2 separate regions of the Macaca mulatta genome follow, and region 2 is linked to region 1. Evidence: chromatin contacts called from public Hi-C data. All regions are on one chromosome and are shown on one strand. Each heading gives the region's core, a stretch centred on a gene start, on an enhancer-like site or on the middle of the called end of the contact. The rest is flanking DNA. Distances are from core to core; before and after follow the strand shown. Region 1 holds the start of PDGFRA (platelet derived growth factor receptor alpha). Region 2 overlaps LOC106998392 (a long non-coding RNA gene).

Region 1 (6,447 bases), core at 960-3,459:
GGTTCGAGGGTCTCCTGTCCGGAGGTTGCTCCTGACCACTGGGTTTATTTTGTTTTGCAGAGGAGGCAGATGTTGACCTCTCTTCTTTGCACAGTCTCTCCGCGAAATCTTCCCCCAACCATTTGCTTTCTTGCGCCACCCCCCACCGGGGCACTATCCCCGGAGTCAGCTCCTCAGGCCTTTAAACCTTCCAGAATGTCACACATGGAAACCTTTAACAAATGTTTGTTAATGGTCATAACAAAGGCATCATTCAAATTAGGCAGGTAATTACTACCAGAAGGACAACTGGGTGCTCGCTTGCTCATCCATTGCTTTCTGCTTTAAACTCCTGAGGAGTCGCTGCCTGGAGCCACTCCCGCCCGGGCTGCTTTTCGGGCCCCATTAAACTGCTCTGAAATGAACTGTGAAGTTACCATTTGTGGGCGGAGAGCGCTGGGGCCCTGCGGACGGAAGACCCTGGCTTGACCGGGCTAGCAGTGTCGCCGAAACAAAGCAGTCCTTCTGGGTAGGCTCTCTGTCTCGCGTCCTACCCTCTGGGGCAACTCGCCTAAAAACCCAGTTCTCAACTTAACAGCAAGAAGCCCAGCAGCCGCGTTTGCCTTTTATTCCGCACTCTGATTTTTGGGGGGAATCGTTTGTCCCGCTCATTTTCTACAAACATTACGGTATCCTGTTAGCATTCCGAACAAGGGGCTGTTCATATATTTGCCTTCAATGATTTCCTGAAGGAACATGTGGAAGTAATAGCGAGCTGTGCAGTCACCCGAGCTGAAGATGCACGAGAGCAGGTCGCGTAGAAGAGCTGGGGCAATGGGGCCCCCAGCGCAGCCCCAGGCGCCCTATTTCCGAGGCTGATACCCCAAGATCCTGTCCTAATTAGACACAGCACCGCGCCCGTTGGAGTACTTCTCTGTGACTCTCCTCTGTCCACTGCACTGTGTCCACTCCTGGTGAAGGAGGAGACGGCTGTTGGACGTGCCAGTCCCAACCTGGCCACCTTGGCCATTTTCAGAGTGCTTGTGTGGGGGTGGGGTTGAGGGAGAAGGATGAAGGATGACCCCCAACCCCAACAAGAGAATTCAAAAATCAGAGAGCGAGAAAGGTGAACGCGCTCCCATCCCCCGCTGTCGCTGGGAAGCCCCACTCTGCCCAGGTCTGGTTTCTGGAGCATCAGCGCCCCCTTTCCCTCGCCGGCAGGATCGTTTCCTCCCGACACTGGCCTCGCGCCTTGGGCGCAGGGTTTGGGGCTCAGCTGTCAACTCCGAAGCATTCGTAGGGTTCGACCCACTCGGCGGGAGGGAACGGAGGGAGAATCAAAAGGCACCCTCTCCCACGATGCGGAGGCGGCGGGACGATTCCCCAAACGCCCAAGCTTGAACTTTTTTGTATGCGAGTTAGAAGCCAGGGCAACCTCGCCCAGATAACCCCCAAAACAAAGGCACGACCAGATAAGTGACTTAAAGGGAGTAAAGGTCGTTCTATCGGAGAATGTTCCAAACCTACACAGACCCTCTTTTCTTTGTACCCTATTTCAGACTCCACCCAGTCTTGCACACACACACACACACACACCCACCCCACACACAAAACAAAAACTCATCGTTGTCATATTGGACTCAACAGTTTGCCTAATCCCGTTAAAGAACTAGCAACTATATAGCCCTTAGCCCTTCCCCTAAAAGACCCTTAGTTCAAAACCGCGCAACCGCTTGGAGATTTCTCCCGAGGGCCCTATTTCTAGTTGGGCCGAGTTTGTAGAAGGGACGTTTCTTGATTCTAGATTTATATTCTCTCTGGGTATTAAATGCAATTTTGTATGTTCCTTTTCTTGTTTTCAAAGAGAACACAAAACTATAGCAGTCTAAGAAAATAACCCCAAAATGGGGAGGCAAACTCATTCTGGAAATGATGGGCTGTTTGTAGTTTCACAAAACCGCTTTCCCGGCAGAGCACCAACACCTCCCCCTTCCACCCCCCCATCCCATCTGGTCGGCTTCTCCCCGCCCCCCCAGTTGTTGTCGAAGTCTGGGGGTTGGGACTGGACCCCCTGATTGCGTAAGAGCAAAAAGCGAAGGCGCAATCTGGAGACTGGGAGCTTCAGAGCGCAGGGGAGTTTGAGCGAAACTTTTATTTTGAAGAGACCAAGGTTCGGGGGGGGGCTTATTTCCTGACAGCTATTTACTTAGAGCAAATGATTAGTTTTAGAAGGATGGACTATAACATTGAATCAATTACAAAACGCGGTTTTTGAGCCCGTTACTGTTGGAGCTACAGGGAGAGAAACAGAGGAGGAGACTACAACAGATCATTGGAGGCCGTGGACACACTCTTTACTCCATGTGTGGGACATTCATTGCGGAATAACATAGGAGAAGGTAAGGAAGAAGAAAAAATGATTTTTTGTTTATAAGAGAAGTCCCTGATCAGACTCTGGGACTGGAGAAAGGGAAGTAACTTCAAACTTTGGGCGACAAGAAAAAAAAATGGAGCTGGATTCCAAATGTGTGTCCAGAGAGGAATTTTTTTTTTTTTTTCGGAATAAACTTCACTTGGGGATGGGTGGGAGATAACCATAGAATTAGAAAGTCTAGGGATTTTTTTTTAAACACACATTTTCCAGACCTATTTTTAAAAAACAATGTTTTTCTAACAACCCTATGGCCTCCCAAAGAAATTGTTTAGGCTTACATTTTTGAGGTTTCTTTTGGGAGTGGGGGTGGTGTTCATGAATACTGGGCCGAACACCAAGGAACTGGGGGTGGAGGCAGAGGTGTTTGCCCTCTTCTTGGCAGTGGGTCCTGGAAGGCGACAGGTTTTAAATGAGTGTTTTCATTCCTCGCCTGCGGTTTGGCGGGACAGCGCTGCAGCCCGTGGTGTGGAGCGCGGCTGGGGGACCAGGGGAGGTGGGGAGAGGGGAGCGCGGAGGGGGGCGCGGGAAGGGGTTGCTGGTCGCAGGAGGCGGGCAGGGCTCGGCTGGAGACCGGACCTCCGTGCTGGCCTGCAGCACATGGAGCCGGTCGAATGCGCGTAATTACTGGACGGCGCTGCTCTGGGTGAGAGTCCGGGCCAGATTTGGCGCAGCGGTGACGCGGCTGCGGGACAAGCAGAGGGGCGCGGGCGTGGGCAAGGGTTTGGGGCGCTCTGGAGGGGTTTGTCGGGTCAGTGAGGTGCTAGGGAGAGCGGGTGCCTGCTCGGCTGTACGCTCGGGTTGCACGCCCTAGCGCGGGGGCGACAGCGGCGGCGCGGGCGGGCGGTCTGGAATAATGACAAACACATTTGGCCCTGAGTGAAGAAGTCGATGTCGCCTCGCATTCCAGCAACTGGGATTTGAGGAATTTCGAACCGCACACCAAGGGGTCCTCATTGTGCGCCGTGGCCCCCGCCCCCGCCCGTCTCCCTGCGCCCCCTCCTCGGTGGAACCGTTTCTGCATTGCCCGGGGCTCTGCTGCCGCTCAGTTCTGGCCTCAGGCAGGAAGAGAGGAAAGGTCTCCAGGAAAGTGTCGAACTTCTTGTAAGTTAGGGACCACTTGGAACTGGGGAAATTTGTTTGCAGGTAAGAGAAAGGTGGGAGGTAAACCACATTCTCCCTCCGGGCAACTGAGCCCTGGGCACCCCCTACCCGGCGCCCCTCTCCGCGCGGGGGTGCACGGCACTTGCCGTCTGCGCTCGCCCAGCGCTGCTCGGTCCTCTCTAGTCGCCCTTTTTCTCCATTCTTCTCCCTGCCGGGTTCAGAGCCGTCTGTGCGTACTTCTCCTTCCTCTGCTGTCTACCCCCATGGAAACAAGGTTTATACACGATTAGCTCCGCCCGGCTGCGTCCGGGGAGCGGGCTGCGTCCGTTTGACTCTGAATATGTGGGATCAGCTGTTCTATTCCGAGAGGGTGACGGCCAGTTCGGAGCGACAAGGAGTGTGGCCCGACCCCAGTCCGGTTGCGGGAGGAAGCCAGGAGCCGGGGCCGGGCCAGGTGTGCGGGAACTGTCGGTGACCTGGCCTCGAGTCTTGGTCGGGAGGGACTTGCTGCCCAGGCCGGCTGTCCGTTGTGCATCCCTCCTGCAGCCAGAGGGCCGGTCCCGCACTTCGCTCCCCCAGTTCTGCTAAGACCTCAGGATGTGCGCAAAGAGTGCCTGGAAGAACTTGCCACTCACTCCATCTCCCTGGGTGGGAGGCAAGCATGGATGGGACCCCTATCAGGTCCCGACCGCCCCACGTCCGAAAAGCCCCGGGCTGGGCGGTGTGGGAAATGGCTTTTTGGCTCCGAGGCCGAATTGCTCAATGTTTTGGACCGACTCGCCTCGCCGCGGTCGCTCCTGACCAGAACTAGACAGATTTTTGGAGCAGGGAGAGGCATCCAGGGCAAACGAGGCACGACAATCCTCCGCAGTGCATCTCACCCAACAAACATCCCGCAGCCACAGAAGGGGAGGAAGGGGTCCCGGGCGTGCGCACCTCACCAGCCGCCGCGCTGTCCCACCCCCGACCCCTAATCTGGTCAATCTGGACCCCCGCACTGCCGAATTGCATCCCCTCCCTCTTCTCCCTCTCTCCTCGGCCTCCTCCTTTCCACAATCCTCACTATGAGGAGGCCCTGCCTCGCCTTCCCGACAGGCGCGAGGCCGAGCAGCCTCGCTTTGACGCACAGGTCAGGCCCTACTTCGGAGCTTGCACAGTTTTGGGTTGAGCCAAGTGCAGCTGGACCTCGTTCACAAGAGTGAGGAGGAACGAGAGTGGGGGGACGCCAAGAATGAACCCGTCGTTAGCCCCCGGTGCCCTGGCTCTTGTTTAAATCCGTAGATCGAGAGGGACTTGAAGGAGAGCCCAGGCTCCCAGCTCTCCGCCCCTGGGCCAGTTTCCTCTCGGGACGCGGACTGAGGAGGGATGCAGGGGGAGGGGCATTGGGCTGGGCTTTCCAGCTGCAAACACGTCTGGCGCCGAGGCGGGCCCATTTTGTGCCTCCTGGGGACAGACCGTGGGCGGCGCGCAGCGGCAGGACGCATTTTGGGGACGTGGTGGCCAGCGCCTTCCTGCAGACCCCGCAGGGAAGGACTCCCTCTGACCTCCGGGGAGCTGCGACCAGGTTATACGTTGCTGGTGGAAAAGTGGCAATTCTAGGAAAAGAGCTAAAAGCCTGATCAGTGACCGAAAGGTGTGGGTCTCAGGGTCCCCCTGGTCTAACTCGCCGGGTCCACCGCAGCATCAGCCTTGGGGCGGCAGATAATCTTTCGGTCTCGCCTGGGGCGCAAGATACAGGATCGGGGCAAATGGCATCTCCCAACTTCGCCCTAGTTCAGTTTCTGCCAGATGGTTGTCGTTTGCTGAAGTGGCTCGGCGGCATTTCCTTTTGTTTTAAACTGATCAGTGAGCGAACCCGGGATGGGCTGAAAAAGTAGATTGTAGGAGGGAATAATGGGAACCCCGACTTGGGGCGCCTCCTTCCCTGCCTCCTGCTGCAGTTTCTTGGCCCCCGCGAAAGGGTAGCTACAAGCGCGGGTGGGCGCGGACTTGTCAGGGGGCAGAGGCGGCTAAGGCGCGTGTCGGGCAAGCTGGCACCAGAGGGCACTTTTTTTTTTTTGGACAGAGTCTCACTCTGTCGCCCAGGCTGGAGTGCAGTGGTGCGATCTCGGCTCACTGCAACCTCCGCCTCCCGGGTTCAAGCGATTCTCCTGCCTCAGCCTCCCAAGTAACTGGGATTACAGGTGCCCGCCACCACGCCAGGCTAATTTTTGTATTTTTAGTAGAGACGGTATCACCATGTTGGCCAGGCTGGTGTCGAACTCCTGACCTCAGGTGATCCGCCCACCTCAGCCTCCCAAAGTGTTGGGATTACAGGCGTGAGCCACCGCGCCGGGCCAGGAACAGTTCTTAAATGCCGAGAGGGCGCAGGCTAGCTCTCTCCAGCATTCCATGTGAGCCGCTACCCACTGCCGGGCGGCTCTCGTGCCCATAGGAGGCGCTGGCGAGCGCCTGTAACCCTAAACCCCTCGGCCCCTTTTCCCCCACCCGCCCGGCCTCTCTTCCCGCTCTCCCCCCTCTCCCCACACCCTGCCCGGCCCCCTCTCGGGTCTCAGTTGAAAACAATGCAAACGCCGAGCTTTGTGCCTGGGGCGCGGCGGCCTTTGCAGCTCTGAGGTACAGAGTGCGGCGCGCACGGACGCAGGTCCCGGGAGCGGCTGGGCATCGCCACCAACCCCAGGACAACCGAGCCGCCGAGGGCGTGGTGGAGGCGGGAGGGCGAGCCGACCGCGCAGTGTTCCTCTGGATCCCGGGGTCAGAAACCGGACGGTGGCTGGGGCTGGACTGTCCGAGCGCAGAGCCTCCCGGGTGAAGTCTGCGCGCAGCACTCCCGGCAGCGCTGTCGGGGACCAGGAGCCTGTGCTGTGGGCTAGCGGGCCGGCGAGCCGGGTAAGATTCGCGGGGCTGTCGCGCCCTCTAGTGGGCTCTGGGGG
Region 2 (6,531 bases), core at 994-3,493, 540 kb before region 1:
CACCATGTGGAAGCTGCCAAGGCTCGGGGTTTGCACACTCTGAAGCCACAGCCCAAGCTCTATGTTGGCCCCTTTCAGCCATGTCTGGAGCAGATGGGACACAGAGCACCAAGTTTCTAGGCTGCACACAGCACAGGGACCCTGGGACTGGCCCATGAGACCCCTTTTTCCTCCTGGGACTCTGGGCCTGTGATGGGAGGGGCTGCTGTGAAGGTGACATTTACCCCATGATCTTGGGGATTAATGTTAGACTCCTTGCTACTTATGCAAATTTCTGCAGCTGGCTTGAATTTCTCCTCAAAAAATGGGTTTTTCTTCTCTACTACATCATTAGGCTGCAAATGTTTTGAACTTACATGCTCTGTTTTCCTTTTAAAATGGAATGCTTTTAATAACACCCAAGTCACCTTTTGAATGCTTTACTGCTTAGAAATTTCTTCTCCCAGGCACCCTAAATCATCTCTCTCAAGCTCAAAGTTCCACAGATCTCTAGGGCAGGGGCTAAATGCCACCAATCTTTTTGCTAAAACTAACAAAAGTCACCTTTGCTCCAGTTCCCAACAAGTTCCCCATCTCCATCTAAGACCACCTCAGCCTGGACCTTATTGTTCTTATCACTATTAGCATTTTTGTCAAAGCCATTCAGCAAGTCTCTAGGAAATTCCAAACTTTCCCACATTTTCCTGTCTTCTTCTGAGGCCTCCAAACTGTTCCAAACTCTGCCTGTCACCCAGTTCCAAAGTCGCTTCCACATTTTCAGCTATCTTTTCAGCAATGCCCCACTGTACAGGAACCAATTTACTGTATTAGTCTGTTTTCACACTGCTGATAAAGACATACTTGAGACTGGGAAGAAAAAGAGGTTTAATTGGACTTACAGTTCCACATGGCTGGGGAGGCCTCAGAACCATGGCGGGAGGCAAAAGGCACTTCTTACATGGCAGTGGCAAGAGAAAAATGAGGAAGAAGCAAAAGCGGAAACCTCTGATAAACCCATCAGATCTCATGTGACTTACTTACTATTATGAGAATAGCATGGGAAAGACCAGCCCCCATGATTCAATTACTTCCCCGTGGGTCCCTCCCATGACACATGGGAATTCTGGGAGATACAATTCAAGTGGACATTTGGGTGGGAACATAGCCAAACCACATCACTGGGGAAGGAAGGCACCGTGGTAGTGCTATGGACCAAATCCTGTCCCCTCCATATTCGTATGCTGAGGCCTGTAGCCCCAGTGTGAATATATTTGGAGATGAGACCTTTATGGAAGTAATTAAGGTTAAATGAGGTCACAAAGTGAGGGCCCTGATCTGACAGAATTTGTGTCCTTTCAGGAAAGACACCAGAGCGCTTGCTCTTTCCCTCCAGGTGCACAAAGTAGTGGCCATGTGAGCACCTACTGAGAAAGCAGCCATCTGCAAGCCAGGAAGAGGGCCCTCACCAGCGATTCTAGCCCCCTGATCTTGGACATCCAGTTTCCAAAACTGTGAGAAACTGATTTTTGTTATTGAAATCACCCAGTCTTTGGTATTTTGTTATGGCCACCCTGGCAGACTAACAAAAGTAGGGGTAAGCATGTTATTAACCAGAAAGAGACATAAAGGAGCTTTCCACATAAGGGCGATGGATACATTCTGCATCTTGATCAGGGTAGTAGTTACGTGGTTGGATACACAGGTGAACAAGTTTGTCAAACTGTCAGTTCCAGATTTGTGCATTCTTGTGCATATAAATTTTCCTAAACTTGAAAAAGGCCTTCTTATTCCCATCTTTCCCAATGGAATCTGTGTTTCAAAAACATAACATAGTCTTCATGCCTTCAAACAGGCCTGGTAGAAAGGAAATTAACATACATTATTTATCTCTTACATATGTATGTTTCTCCCTGTAATAAATAATGGGGACTGAGCAATTAGCACAAGATTAAGCAACTGCTAAACGCAGCTCTGGGTTCAGACCTGTACCAGGCAGAGCTGAGAGCCAGGCCCCTTTCCCTACCACACTGAAACTGACAGCGAAGCCGCTCAGCTAAGGGGATGTGCAGAAAGGATGCTCTGGGGTCTCCCGAGGCTGCGGGGTGGCCGGGGAGCCGTGGGGTCTGGAAGGCAACTCTCTGGGGCACAGTGCTCGAGCCACCTCTCTGAGGAACGGCTCTGCCTGCACTCCTTCTTGCACTTTGTTTACTCGCCCCTAGGAAAAGAGCATGGTAGGGAGCAAACAGTGAGGCGGCAAAAGTCTCTGAGAGGAGCCACGCAGACAGCTGGGCAGCCGTGCCAAGAACAACAGGAAGCTCGCGGCCCCACCCCTGCTCGCTGCAGCCCTGGCCTGGAGACCCGGGGTTATTTGCTCCGAAGGGCCTTCTGCAGATGTTACATAAACAAAACCTCCATTGACTCCAGTTCTGAGCCTGGCCTAAAATAGCCTGCGGACTTCCCCCTACCACTGTGCAGTTTCTCCGCCATCCCTCTTGGTCCCCTTGTGTGCTAGCTGCTTCCCTCCATTGACCACATGTGCAGACACCTCTCGCCAGTGTCCCTAAGAGGCCAGTTCCCTGGGGAACATAAAGCGGGGCTCGTTTGCTTTCCCTGGCGGGTCAGACACAAAGCATCCTTCTAAGACTTTTGATGGCTACTGGCCAAGGGACATGTCTCCCCTCCCCAGGGAGGCAGGAAGCCTCCCCTCCCCAGGGAGGCAGGAAGCTGGGCTGAGGTACAGTGGAGTTTGGTCAGCAGCCGGCACAAGAGGGATGGTGCTTTTTCTCTGTGTCTGTGTCTCTCTCTGTGTGTGCCTGCGTGTCTCTCTCTCTCTCTCTCTCTCTCTCTCTCTCTCTCTCTCTCTCTCTCTCTCTCTCTGTCTCTGTCTCTCTCTTTCTTAAGGGCAAACTCTCCAGGTAAGGGCACGAGTTCTTCGTCAGGGTCTCTATTTTCACTTGATGTAACGACTGAACACTCTAGTCTTGACTCTTCCTCCAAGCTCCTATAAAATTCCCTGACCCCATTTGCACTTCGGCTCCTTCATTCTGCAGAAAACCATTCCTTCGTGAACATCTGGAGAGTCACAGATCCGTGCCACAGCACGGGGTCACTCTGGGCCTTGCCACTCAACATGGGCCACTGGAAGCTATTATCATCTTTTCCCTTTGACCTCCCACACTTCCCCAGGATCTTAACTCACAAAAATAACAAAAACAACACTAGCAATAAAAACGTATTTATGTCAACTACTTACTATGTGCCTGATACAAGGCTAAGCATGTTATGTGTTTTATTTTATTTCATATTGAACAGTATTATGAGATTGGTACAATAATTATCTCCAGCTGACAGAAGGGCAAACTGTAGTTTGGAAAAATTATAGAGCTTGTCAAAGACGTGGCAGAGGTGGAACAGTCAGTCTAGTATTTGTGTCTCAACCTCTGCATTCCATGTCCGGTGAAAAAGATGGCAGGACACACATCTCCTCCTTTCCATGGTCTTTCTTCTATTCAAAGGCCATGCTTTTGTATCCGTGGTCAATGTCATTAAACATGTCATTGATCAATTAATTATCCAATCAGTATTTAATGACTATGTTTTCTGGGCAAGTTGCTATTTGAGACTATATCAGACCAAAAAACCAAAAACATATGATGTATACTATGTGAATATTTAGCTCCTATTGTATCAACAGTTGTACTTTGGTTGTGAGAGGACTTTGTGTTTCTCTGGGCTGGAGATCCTCAAACCAGATGGCCGGCCTGGAACTAGAAATTCTTTAATTTAATTTTTTTTTTTAATTTCAACTTTTATTTTAGATACCAGAGGTACATGTGCAGGTTTGTTACATGGGAATATTGCATGAGACTCAGGTTTGGAGTATGGATCATGTCACTTATGTAGTGAGCATAGTACCTGATAAATAGTTGATTGCTGCCCCCCCATCCCCCACTGTCTAATAGTCTACAGCATCCATTGTTCCCATATTTATGTCCATGTGTGCTCAGTGTTTAGCTCCCATTTAAAAGTGAGAACATGTGGTATTTGGTTTTCTGTTTCTACATTAATTTGCTTAAGATTATGGCCTCCAGCTGCATCCATGTTGCTGCAAAGGACATGATTTCATTCTTTTTTATGGCTGCATAGTATTCCAAATGTGTGTATTACCACACTTTCTTTATCCAGTCTTACCACTGTTGGGCACATGGGTTGGTTCCATGTCTTTGTTATTGTGAATAGTACAGCAATGAACATATAAGTGCATGTGTCTTTTTGGTAGAATGATTTTTTTTCTTTGGGCATGTTTTCTTTTGGGCATATTTTCCTTTGAGCAAGCCCAGTAATGAGATTGCTGGGTTGAATGGAGCTAGAAGTCCTATCAACTTACAGGGGGGAAGATGGGAAGGAGCGGAAGTGATGTGGAGAGCTTTGAGGATCTGCGGAACAAGAGGATCCTTCAAAAAGGCCCACGCTTAGGCAAGGGGCCGGAACCAGGCTGTGTTGACCCAGCAAGGGGCTAATGGAGCTTGGGAGACCCTGGCATGCTGAGGAGTTTAGCTCTGGCATGCTGAGGAGTTTAGCTCAGATCTGCATTCTCTTCACTCTGGGGGTTACTGTGAGGCTGGCTCTCAAATGATGCCCCCAGGGTGGAGTTGGCTTTCACTTTAGACCAAGTCAAAGCCTTCCTTTATCTCTAGAAAAAAGTCCTACTCCTGCGAGGTTCCCCTGGTTTTATTGTCTATTCACTTGTTTTATTCATCCATCCGTTCAATCCAGAAACATTTCATGAGCATCCACTATGTGCTAATACTAGGCACCGGGGTTACAGAAATGAATTTTAAAAGGAATGGAATATGGTCCCAGCCTTTCAGGAGTTCGTACTGTAATGTGGGGGAGAGAGAAGAAGATAGTTATGGTGCAGGATGACAAGGCCAGCTATGAATGTAAACTGCAGGCTTGGAAAGGCCCTGAGCTGGTCGGCCTGCCAGGTGCTGAGGCAGTGTGAGTGCCCACCTGTTCCTGTGCAGAAGGAAGGAGGGTGAATGTCCATAGAGAATTCCAGAGGAGATTGCTGGAGGATGCTTATTTCCTTCTCTTGAGCTTCCTTCCCTGTGAAAAGATCTCCACTAAAGGAAACTGGTCACTGTTTACCTCTTTGACCCATCTCCCTAGGAGACGAGGAATGGCTTATCTGATTGGAGAGTTAGTTCAGGAGAGGGAGCTAGGAGAGAGTGGCTCTGGTTTTTCCCTGGTAGAGATAATTTCCTTCTACTGCTCTGTGTCCTAAACTTTACAGAAGTTGGCCATGGCCAGGAAGGTGCTGCTTGTAGCCCAGTGAATGAGTTTAGTTCAAGAGAAGATATTGAAATGTCCACCTAGCTAAGATATTGAAAGCCACATTCTCCAGCCTGACTTTTATCAATATTGTCGATTTTGATCTTCATTTGCCTGATTCCTGTAACACGGACAAAATGTACTGTTTATTGGACTCCCTTGAATCCCATCATACATGATATTTATGTGTGTGACAGGGATGGACTCACCTCTCTGCCTGGCTGGGAGTCATCTACATCCCATGTGCTAAGCTTTGCAGAGAGAGGAGGCACATTTTCAGGGACTTCCCTGCCTCATTCCCTGCCTCACTCCCTGCTTGAAAGCTTCCTTCTGAACCCGCGCTGCAGCAAGAGAGGAAACAGAACATCTAAGATGAAAACAGAAAATCTGTATGGTCCCTTTTTCAGAGTCTACGGCAGTTCTACGAAGGTCATGAACATCCTTTGGTCTGAGCCCGGAACACCCACTGATGTCCCAGATAAGACTCTGCCTGGCTGCCTGCTGTCCTCTCGGGCTGTCTTTATTTTGGAAGGGGCCCTTCTGTCAATGTGTTCTGGCTTGGCTTTCAGGAACACCTTTGCCCTGTTGTTTCTCATGCTTGACTTCCTGTGGAGCTGAACTTGGGATCGTATGTTTCCCTAGAAGAATATGCTGCAACCGTATTATCCTGGAACCCTTAGAAGGCAGGTCAGGATTACTGCCCCTTTTTTTCTCAGAAGACGGATTACTAAGATGCCAAAAGGGACCTAAGGTAGGGAAACACCCAAGCAGGATTGGCAGAAACCCAGAGGGCCCCATGTATACAGCCCTTAATATTCTCGCATCAGACAATGCCGTTTTCACCTTCATTCTATCAGCTGGTTTCTCAACAGCGAACTGGACTGGTTCTTTTCTCCTAAATTGGGACACCAAAAGCTTCAGAGTAACCAATAGCCCAGTAGAGGGAGCTGTGTTAAACAAGATTTCCAAGCTAAAGGGTAAAATACAATCAGCCAAGCAGGTAGCCCTGTGTATAATTCAGAAACTTGTGTGTTAACAGATGGTTGCCTATTCAAAAGCTCTGAGCCAGAACACAGCTTTTGCAAGGTGGTGTCTTGGGTTTTGTGGGTTGCCCAGGATCATGCATCTTGCTTCCATCAGCAGAGCATGATCTTGGCTCCACATGGCAATTCCATGGTTAGACAGGTCTGTAGATTCCACAGGTAGCCCTGGCTCTGG

Evidence for each region. Hi-C and Micro-C count contacts between places; a contact is called where the count stands out from the background.
Region 2: a contact with region 1 is called in a Hi-C map of fetal cortex germinal zone, with 2.9 times the contacts expected there. The contact joins the enhancer-like site here to the promoter of PDGFRA in region 1. A contact is called at or near these places in 4 of 14 Hi-C or Micro-C datasets (cortical neurons, fetal cortex germinal zone, fibroblasts and 1 more).

The regions. Positions count from the first base shown.
Region 1 is chr5:79,262,245-79,268,691 of T2T-MMU8v2.0, reverse strand. It overlaps PDGFRA (platelet derived growth factor receptor alpha), which reads left to right and starts at 2,209. Exons shown (of 23, transcript XM_015138691.3): 1 at 2,209-2,378.
Region 2 is chr5:79,797,638-79,804,168 of T2T-MMU8v2.0, reverse strand. All of the region lies in intron 1 of LOC106998392 (a long non-coding RNA gene), which reads left to right. Among named protein-coding and RNA genes, the nearest start is that of LNX1, 56 kb to the left of the region's middle. Within about 2 kb of position 2,243, at least 12 of the 40 cell types and tissues checked have an H3K27ac peak or open chromatin away from gene starts, as enhancers often do.